Regions from separate parts of the Mus musculus genome. Here regions 1 and 2 are each linked to region 3. A link is a contact called in public Hi-C and HiChIP or PLAC-seq data. All regions are on one chromosome and are shown on one strand. The core of a region is the stretch at or near the end of the contact, and the rest is flanking DNA. Distances in the headings are between cores, read along the strand shown.

Evidence for each region. A called contact is a pair of places that touch in the nucleus more often than the background predicts. HiChIP or PLAC-seq counts read pairs in DNA pulled down with a chosen protein or histone mark.
Region 1: a contact with region 3 is called in an H3K27ac HiChIP or PLAC-seq map of thymic regulatory T cells, with 6 times the contacts expected there. The contact joins two enhancer-like sites. A contact is called at or near these places in 11 of 484 Hi-C or Micro-C datasets (CD4 T cells, CD8 T cells, the G1E-ER4 cell line and 4 more) and 5 of 115 datasets of contacts at active chromatin or transcription factors (memory CD8 T cells, regulatory T cells and thymic regulatory T cells).
Region 2: a contact with region 3 is called in a Hi-C map of Th1 cells, with 2.5 times the contacts expected there. The contact joins the promoter of Ikzf2 here to the enhancer-like site in region 3. A contact is called at or near these places in 5 of 39 promoter capture datasets (the HPC-7 cell line, HPC-7-derived erythroid cells, hematopoietic stem and progenitor cells and 2 more), 1 of 15 datasets of contacts at CTCF or cohesin (CD8 T cells), 15 of 484 Hi-C or Micro-C datasets (CD4 T cells, CD8 T cells, the G1E-ER4 cell line and 7 more), 10 of 115 datasets of contacts at active chromatin or transcription factors (CD8 T cells, the SCID.adh cell line, bone marrow-derived macrophages and 6 more) and 3 of 9 other capture datasets (adipose tissue, liver and pancreatic islet).

What each region holds. Positions count from the first base shown.
Region 1 is chr1:69,758,431-69,761,384 of GRCm38.p6, forward strand. No RefSeq gene overlaps it. Among named protein-coding and RNA genes, the nearest start is that of Gm29822, 28 kb to the right of the region's middle. Within about 2 kb of position 1,306, at least 61 of the 459 cell types and tissues checked have an H3K27ac peak or open chromatin away from gene starts, as enhancers often do. A contact at or near this core is called in CD8 T cells, regulatory T cells and thymic regulatory T cells, where this site is marked.
Region 2 is chr1:69,684,449-69,687,620 of GRCm38.p6, forward strand. Ikzf2 (IKAROS family zinc finger 2) reads right to left here and starts at 1,512. Exons shown (of 8, transcript NM_011770.4): 1 at 1,246-1,512.
Region 3 is chr1:69,542,799-69,545,651 of GRCm38.p6, forward strand. The region is part of intron 6 of Ikzf2 (IKAROS family zinc finger 2); the gene reads right to left. Among named protein-coding and RNA genes, the nearest start is that of Gm28497, 110 kb to the left of the region's middle. Within about 2 kb of position 1,588, at least 17 of the 459 cell types and tissues checked have an H3K27ac peak or open chromatin away from gene starts, as enhancers often do. A contact at or near this core is called in CD8 T cells, the G1E-ER4 cell line, T follicular helper cells and 3 more, where this site is marked.

The DNA of each region.
Region 1 (2,954 bases), core at 56-2,555, 220 kb after region 3:
GCCTAGCAGAATAGACCTACTGTCAGTTCTGTTCTTTGGGATAGAGCCAAAGTTACCCTCAAAGCGACTACGGTTGCTCATAGATGGTTGTGCCACCGTCCCCTTGCTTTCCCTGTCCTGCAATGGACTTCTGTAAGCCACACTTACTTGAGTTCGCATCTTTCTGGGGACTCCAACTTACGACTGAGAGATATTAATAATTTTTACATTATCCTCAGAAAACAGTAGGCAGAAATGGAGAAAGTGTCTAGCATCCTCTTCCAGCTTCTTAAATTTAAGCTTATTATGCTGACCTACCTGTCTCAGACGTGCTTAGAAAGAAAATGGACTCTCTTTTGGATAGCAGGTTCATTTTGGAAGTTTGTAATGTGAGTCTGGACGTCAGGAGAGAGGTCAGACCCAGGGATGTATTGAATTAAAATAAGCAGGGTTGTAAACTTATATGAATTATACTGTATGAATTATGCTGATTTACTTTTCTATGAACTACTGGCCATTCTCACCTAATTTTAAGATTCAATACAGCTGTAAGTTTCATTAAATGTTTATGATCCTATTAAGGGGTATATTTTTAGCTTTAATAAAAGGAAGTTGATAAAGCTTCATTATCTGTCGTTTGAGAGGAAGAATAAAAAAAAAATTCTAAGATCTAGAAAGTGAGTCTATAATATGTCATTGTAAATCTTCTATTCCCCAAGCCTTTGTCTGTCTCTGACATCAAAGATAAATGACTATCACTGGAATTAATATCTCTTAAATATATCATGATTCTTCAACATTATTACCAAAAGGCTGTTATGAAAACTTCACTAAAATAGAATTTGATTTTCTTTCTATGAACTGTAAGGGTGACTGATATTGCAGTGCCTGTACTGGCAATGTCTTCTATAGTAACTCGGCGGGCTTTCTTAAAGGGCTAAAATTACTTCAAGTGTGGAAAGGAAAATTACAAAATTTAGTGACAAAATTATTCTAGCTCTCTTTCTTTTTATTTTTTCAGTTTGAAGACCACAGTCATTTAAATCACTTTACTAACCAAGGTTAGTGTCACTTTAGGCTCTGAATCTTTGCTTTCAAAAGACAGAAGCAAAGGTTGCAAAATAATACAACTCAATTGGCACAAGGGGAGCTTAAGAAACAACCTCAGGCTCTTTGAATTACTCATTTCTCCTACCGGCGGCAGAAGATAATTTTACTGCGAGTCCGTTGCATTACCGTGAATAACAAGCATAATTCCTCTAGAACTGCGCGTCTATGCAGAGGCCCCCTTTGCAGTTGCTATGGAGCTCCTCCCTATGGCTGACTTTACCAAGGCTCGCTCACTTTGGGTTAGAAGGAAGTGCGTCTGAAAGATGTCAGGAGACTGCCTGTGTGGTCTGGAACCGGACAAGAAAATGAAACCAAATACCCAAAGCCTCAGTTACTGGTGAAGACTCTACCCTACGCATGCTAATGAGGATGGCGCTAGAAAAGAAATATTGCTTCCGATGTAAAAAGATAAAACTTCTGGAAGGGTGCGATTTTTAATTTCAAATTTAGATGATGAGTTGGAGGCATTCCAGCTCTAAACAATGCTGACCAGTCTTCTGTCTGAGGTATCTGATCCTTTCTTTTAGAAATTATGCCATCAGAGGCAAAACTGCAAGATAATTCTAGGACAGGGACTTATCCTATGTGCCTGAAACATTTGGGCATTTTAAAAAATGCTTTTGTTACTGTTTCCCATTACTAAGGGCTTGTCTTTAGGCCATGAGCACAACTCATGGAAGACAACAGTCACAAGCTGCTGAAAATACAAATAGAATGTCCTGCGAGCTGGTGGCCTCTACCCTGCATTCATGTTAAGCGCACGTTCACGTTTTTTCCACGTCCTCTATTAATGTTTTAGTACATGTGTGTTGGGAACTGACCTCCAGTCCTTTCTTGTGTGCCAAGGACCCATTGATCCATCTCCAAAGTCTTCTATTTATTCTAGAATTGGTCTCATTTCTATTTTTTTGCAATGGAGGTAAGGCATGAGTGAATATGAAAATAGAACACAAATCATAAAAGATGAGAAACAATGGACACCGTCTCCGTTTCACAGGTCTGTGTTTGTGGCAGGTATTTAAAATGCACATTAACAGAGCATACACACTCCAATTTGTGATCCCGGCTCCTCCTCCCTGCTTTCTGACAATGTCTGTGCAGCCACACCAATTATAATGACACTCCTTGTAATTTTATTTGAAAATTAACATATTCACTTTCTGAAATGTACCTGTGCTTGTATTTAAAGCCAGACATGTTAACTGTACGTGGTTCATGTCCCCCACCTCTTCCTCAAGAGGGTGAGCCCCCATTGAGGCAGTAGCAATCTGTCATCACAGCATATTAAGATGCTTCTGTGGAGTAAACTCTTGTTAGGAAGGTGGTTTATTATTTTTAAAAGGTCGAAGAACAGACAAGAAACTGACCCTTTTGTCTGAGATCATCAGTTTTTCATGATATGAGTGTCCCTCCATTCTACCAGCTCCTGTCCGCAAATACATAATCTCACAATTGAAGCTTATAATGCACAATAGAAATTTCTTTCCACGTTCTCTTTGAGTTCTGATTTTAATATGAATAACAGATGTAGGAGAGGATATGGGTTTGGTTATAATTACAGCTATCACACATTTCAAATGCTGTAGATTTTCCAGAATTTTAAATTCTGGAAAATAGATTTCTCTATCTTCCAGGACTTCTAGTTTACCCTACTCATGCTGATTTTTATCAACAAACTCTAGGTTTTGAAAACATTTTCTTTATAGTACTTGGGACTTTCATTAAGCCCATGATTTGACTTGAAACAGTGCACGTTTTATCCAGGGTAATTAGCAAAATAGCATTGAGGTAAATTAGCAAAATAAGGGACCACAGAAGGCTGCTGTATGCCTTTATCAAAGACAGTGTTACCAGGATGAGAGGGA
Region 2 (3,172 bases), core at 262-2,761, 140 kb after region 3:
ATTTACCCGGTTTATTGGGGGAAAAAATAGGAGAGGGTAATCTCCAATTTGCCAACTGTAACTGCTATCTAAGTATTTTACCACTCACTACTTCCCACAATCGCCCTGCAGTTTGAGTACTTCCCTAGTATACAGACAGCTCTATTCACAATTGTTGCAAGTTGGTTCATCATGTTCTAATGGGGGGGGGGGGGGGGCACAGAGAACAAACAAAACATAAGAAAACAAAACAAAACAAAACTACTTAGTACTAGACTGTATCCCAAAGACTTTTGCGGCAGTTGGCCAACTCTGGCTTGTACTGACGTTTTAGCCCACCCCAAATCCTGTGTGAGCACCTGTTCCACGTACCCTAATTTCCTGCCAGACTATGGCCGGAGACAATGCCAAGCCTACTTGAGACATTCGGAGTTCCAACAAGTCAGAAACTTTTGGCTGTGCACGAGGGGAGGGGAGGATTTTCCTCTCCCCAAGTGTGAGGAATGATTTTCATGCATCAATAACACAAATACTTTTGTATCCCCAGAAACAAAAGTAAATTGCATGAGACAACACCCCCTAGCTTTGATTCACATCATAAGAAGATCGATAATCTAACTGTATTCTTTGAGGGAAAAAGTTACAGAATTGACAAGTCCTGAAAAAGATTTTTACTTATTTTTCCCCCCTTTGGCCCAGGTCCTTTTTGCCTTTAGTTTCAAAACTCTCAAAGCACCAGCAGCTAAATTATTCACAATGAGCCATTTCTGTATTGATCGCCAAGTATATTTAGCCCTAGCTCCTGGAATTTCTCCATTACTTACTGGAAAACAGGCAGCTTCACTTCTTGTCTCCAAAACCACTTCCCTTCTCCCTCCCCTCCCCTTCACCACCAGCCTCCCTACCCCCCTCCCGCCCCCCAAAAACTTTTCTTTCTTTCTTTATGGAATAATCAGATCAAATTCCCAGTCACTACATAGCAGTTAAATTCCGACCTGCTCTACTCTTATCAAATTCTTTCAATTAGGTTACGTAAGGTTTGAAAGAAAGGGACCCGGAAAGTTTTAAAGGGGAGCAGTTTCTACCGAGAGCTTACAAATGAGTCTATCTCTTTAAAAATGTACACATTTAACACACATACTAAAAAGAAGCGTCAGTTAGAAGCAAAAGAAGTCTGCGCCAACAGTGAAAGGGTTATTAAACCCTCAGTGAAGGAAAAGGAAGAAAAAGGAAGAAAAAGGAGAAAGAGAAACAAAATGTACATACAAAAGAAATTGTCCTCTGATTAAAAAACAGTCATCACCATTTCCAGCTCTGTCGGGAGCTCCCAGCTTCTTCTAACCCCTCAAGGAGGAGGTGACAATGTCGGGCTGAAGAGAAACGGAGAAAGAAAGAAAGAAAGAAAGAAGTTTTTTGTGTCCCCCCCCCCTTCCCTCCCTGCCCCCTCCAGGCAAAGCCCCCTGCAGAGTTGAAGCCGAGGAGGAGGGAAAGCACTTTACAGGTGGGTCATTCCAAGACCGAATCCAGCAAACAGATCGGCTGATAAACAAAACCAAGAAATGAGAGAGAAGGAACACTCCCCCCCAACCTCCTCCTCCTCCTCCTCCTTCTCCTCCTCCTCGTCCTCCTCCTCCCCCGCCCCCGCCCCCTCGTCCCTTTGGGATGGTCTAGTAGGAAAAGTCACTCAGGAATGGCACCACGTACTTTCAGGAAAGAGGAAAAAAAAAAAAAAAAAAAAAAAGACAGGGAGGGAGGGAGAGAAAGAGAGAGAGGTCAGTGCTACAGCAATGCGATTAACGAGAAGAGAAAAAACTTGATCCACCGGTTCCTTAAGAATCGACCAAAAGCTAAGACAAGAAAACTGAAAGAAAAAGGGGAGGGGGGGTACGAGGGGAGGGACAGTCAGGCAGAACCCAGCAAGGAACCTAGGCCAACTTCACAGGACTGTTTTGTGGCCTCTGGCAAAATAGGAAAAAAAGAAAAAGAAAAAGAAATTAAATCTTCATTCCATCTCCTTCGTCCATACCAGAACCTGTCAAAGCGATTTAACTGTTGCTGTTATACATGTGTCACACCAGATTTTTATTATTATTTTTGTTTTGTTTTGTTTTCAATCTCAACAGTATAATAGCCTCTATCCAGACAGCTGCAATCTATGCCAGGTTATCCAATCTTTCTTCTTGGAATTCAAGTTAAAACAAAGCAAAAACAAGTCCAAATCCATGACAGCTATAAAGATGAGAACTGATTAGTCCATTAACATCCCAGAAGCAGATTACAAGGAGGGGACGATACATTAAGGCAAAGGACATCATCTTCAACGAAATTCCCTGAGCGTCCTTAACAGAGATCATTTCCCTAATCAGAGCCACAACCCATCCCTCCCCAAAGAAAAGCGTCTATATTATTATTATCCCTGGTTAACAGCAACAAGTCATTCGATCACACCACACTGTTAAACAAGATTCCATATCATTACACTTAACTTTGAAAACACTCCCCCTCCCCAACCCCTTTGCAAACCATACACAAATTGATAGATAATCTATGAATCAGAAGACAAATAAAACAAGAGCTGTTCTTCCCCACGCAAAAAGCCAAGCGGAGATTTACCTCAGCAGTGCATGCAGTAAAATAATCCCATCACCCTTTTGTTTGTGTTTACTGTTAGTGTGTCCTCTCCCTCTCTCTCTTTCTTTCTTTCCTGTGCCTAACGTGTGTTTGTGCACTGCAGTTGGTGGTGGAAACTAAGGCAGTGGATCTGTAGCTAAGGGTAATCCTGTTTTTACTTCCTCCATCTTCAGCGAGGAGCAGGGTTAGCCCGGGACAGCTGGTCAAACCCCGAGAAACCGATCCGGCGGAGCCCGAGCACATCTCCCCCGCCGGCCGGGCTCGCGCAGACGCCCGCGGGCGGAGGGCGGGCAGCGGCGGCGGCGGTGGCGGCCGCGCGCGCGCGGAGGGGGTTGGGGGGGGGGTCGTCAGCGAGCGCCCGGGTCCGTGAGAGCCGGGAGCGGGCGGGCGGGTGAGCGAGCGAGCGAGCGGGCGAGCGCGCGGGCGGGAGGGGCGGGGGCGCGTGTCTGCGCGCTCGGCCGCTCGTTCGGCGCGCTCGGCAATCGATTACAGGACAAGTGCCGCGCGGCTCCGCGCCTCCTCCGCGCCTCCTCCGCGCCCCGCGCGCCCCCCGCGCCGGCTC
Region 3 (2,853 bases), core at 338-2,837:
ATAAAAATTGATAATACTCTAGACTGCACTATCACCAAGACTGTTGACTTTATTTTTCTAACATAACTTATACATGCCCCCTTGATTTGGAGAAAGGCTTAAGAGCAGCAGGATATTTGATGACTCTTCCCCTACGAGTTTTCCTGCAGCTGGGTTTGCTACTTGATGAGGTCCTAGCCTTAATGGCATCATAACTACCTGCCCGGGAGCCCTGATGTGTGAGGTCTGGTTCTGCACTTATCGGTGCATAGTAAACTGTAGATGCTCTAAAGTTGTAATTTATTTCTAAGAACAGCGGGATAAAGCAATCCATTTTCAAACTGGCCCTTTGGCTTCTGAACTACTGCCCTAATTCAGTTGATGGACTTCACGAATCCTGGCTGCCTCCACTGCTGTTGGCTTCAGTGTTGACATTGCTACAGTAGACAAGTGACTCATAAAAGATGCTTTTGAGGAAGAATCCAGATCCAGGATATTTAACTAAGGACAGGGCAACATCTCACATAGATCAGATGAGGCGTTTACATTAGTTCTCATAGTGAAGACTGATGGGTCCATCTCTTAGGTGCTCTTTCCTTATTCAGCACAGTAAAGTGATTCTCCTAGATCCTTTTGTTTGTTGAGGACAGACCTACTGTGCGAAACCCAATGCATTCTAGCCTACAAGGGGATGCTGGTGATGAACATAACCTACCAAGTACCAATACATGGAGTACCTGTACAGCAATACACGTTGCTGATGCTGAAATAAGAAAATTCATCAAAACGTTTCTTTATTCAGCCATTTTTAAAATAACTAAATCAATAGTAAACGCTTGGGTAATCTAGTGGCTTGACCAGAAGAAGTTAATGTTTGACCTACATTTAATAAGATACCCTCGGGCTCTGAATAATAAGAAATTCTCTAACAGCTGGATGTCAGTTTAGAAAAGAAAAATCAAGGTGAGATCTAGTAATACGGTCCTTTTTCTAGATTGATACAATTTATGATATTATTGAGAGGAAAATTCCTCCCAAAGCATTATATAAGGCATTCTATATCATCTTTTCACAACTGTAACATAACAGAAGAAAATCAAAATAATTTTGAAGCAAAATATTAAAAAATAATGCCAAGGTAACCCCAGAACTCATCTAAGGAGGCCAGGAGGCAGGAGGATGAAATGGTGGAGTTGATATGGTGAGCAAACAGGCAGTGGGAGGCAGATAATAGCCAACATGGTCATGTGTGTTTTCAGTAGTAAATCCACAAGCACTTATTAAAATAACTCCTCGCTGGACATTGTATGTCATGCCTATACCTGCAGCACTTGGGAAGCTGAGGCAGGAGAATTGTTATAAGTTGTAGGTTAGCTTGGGCTATATACTAAGAGTATGTTACAAAAAAGCCCCCCAAAAAACAACCTACGAAAGTTCAAAGTGAACCTGTGAAAAATAATGGCAGGAAAAAAAATTGTAAAAATTTGCCGAAAGGGCAGCAAGACTAGCGGATGGGGTTTGCCCCCCAAATTGACTATGCTAATCAGTTCTGAGATGAGTAGTCCTGAAGCATGGCAACTTTGCTTTAGGTATTACACTGGATTTTCATATCTGCATACTCTTAACAGTCAGAATGAAACCTGGGTGGGGACCGTCCCCCACCACATCCACCTCAACTCAGATGGCTTGTCTCAAGTTCAATGAAGCTCATGTGAACTGAAAATGATTATGACTGAGTTTGGTCTATGTTCTACTTCACAACAGCTCCTCAGACCAAAAGACAAACTTTCTGCCACACTGGCAATAATAATAACGGACAGAAACTTGATAGTAAGTACTTTTTCAAGGCTTTACATTAAATAATCTATGTAATACTTTCCATGTGTCTCAGGAAACAGGTGTTCTTCATTTTACAGGCAGGGAATCAAAGATGTAGAGATCTGCAGTAATTTTTTCTGTGCATCACTAGCCATTATAGAATGCTAATACTGGGATGTTTGGATTTATGGAATGCCTTGGCCTTGTTATAATTTTTGTATATATATATATATTTTCAACACTGACATCTTATAAGGCAGCTTAACAGCCTTGTAAGCTCATAGGGAAAAGACCTGTCATGTTTTTCCTTAATCATATAATCTGACATTTTTGCTTTTATAAATGGGGATGCAACATAACACAATATTTTGGGACCTATACTGTTTACAATGCAAAACTCATTTCTAGATATTTTGTGTTTCATTTTATCAATCACATGATAAGACATTCATCTAGACCAAAGGCGTATGTACTTCTGGCAATAGCTTCACTTGTTTGCGCAGTCCATAACTCAGACTGTGCTTTGACTCAGTTTGAACACCGAGGATAAGAGTGTACTTCTGCTTTCATGTCATATGCCACATGGATAAACAGGCCATAAAGGCAGATCCATGAAAGTATTCCCAAGACTGCTTCTTTTATCCGAATATACCATCAAATTTTTAAATCCTAAGAACAGAGTTCACTTTCCTTCCTGAAGGTGCCTGCAGTGTTTTGCCCTACTGCCTTGGCCTGATAGTGTCTTGTCATCCTCTCATTGGCATAGTATGTGGCCAGTCTCTGCCCATACTATCTTCTGCCCCCGGGCAGACATCAAACCTTACTCGACATTGGTGACACTGACTTTTATCACCCAGCAACTCCTTATCGATTGAACCATGACAGTCACAGACTAGAGCAGCGTACAGTGGTTTTGCCTCCCGGCTGCAGCCTTCCACCTCTCACTCCTTTATTTAACTTAAGTGTTTGCTAATGATCTTTGATACTCCTCAGACTCTTCTCTATGGAATATATGTGTGGAATATACAGTCAGTTAGCTGTCGGAGATATAGGCTT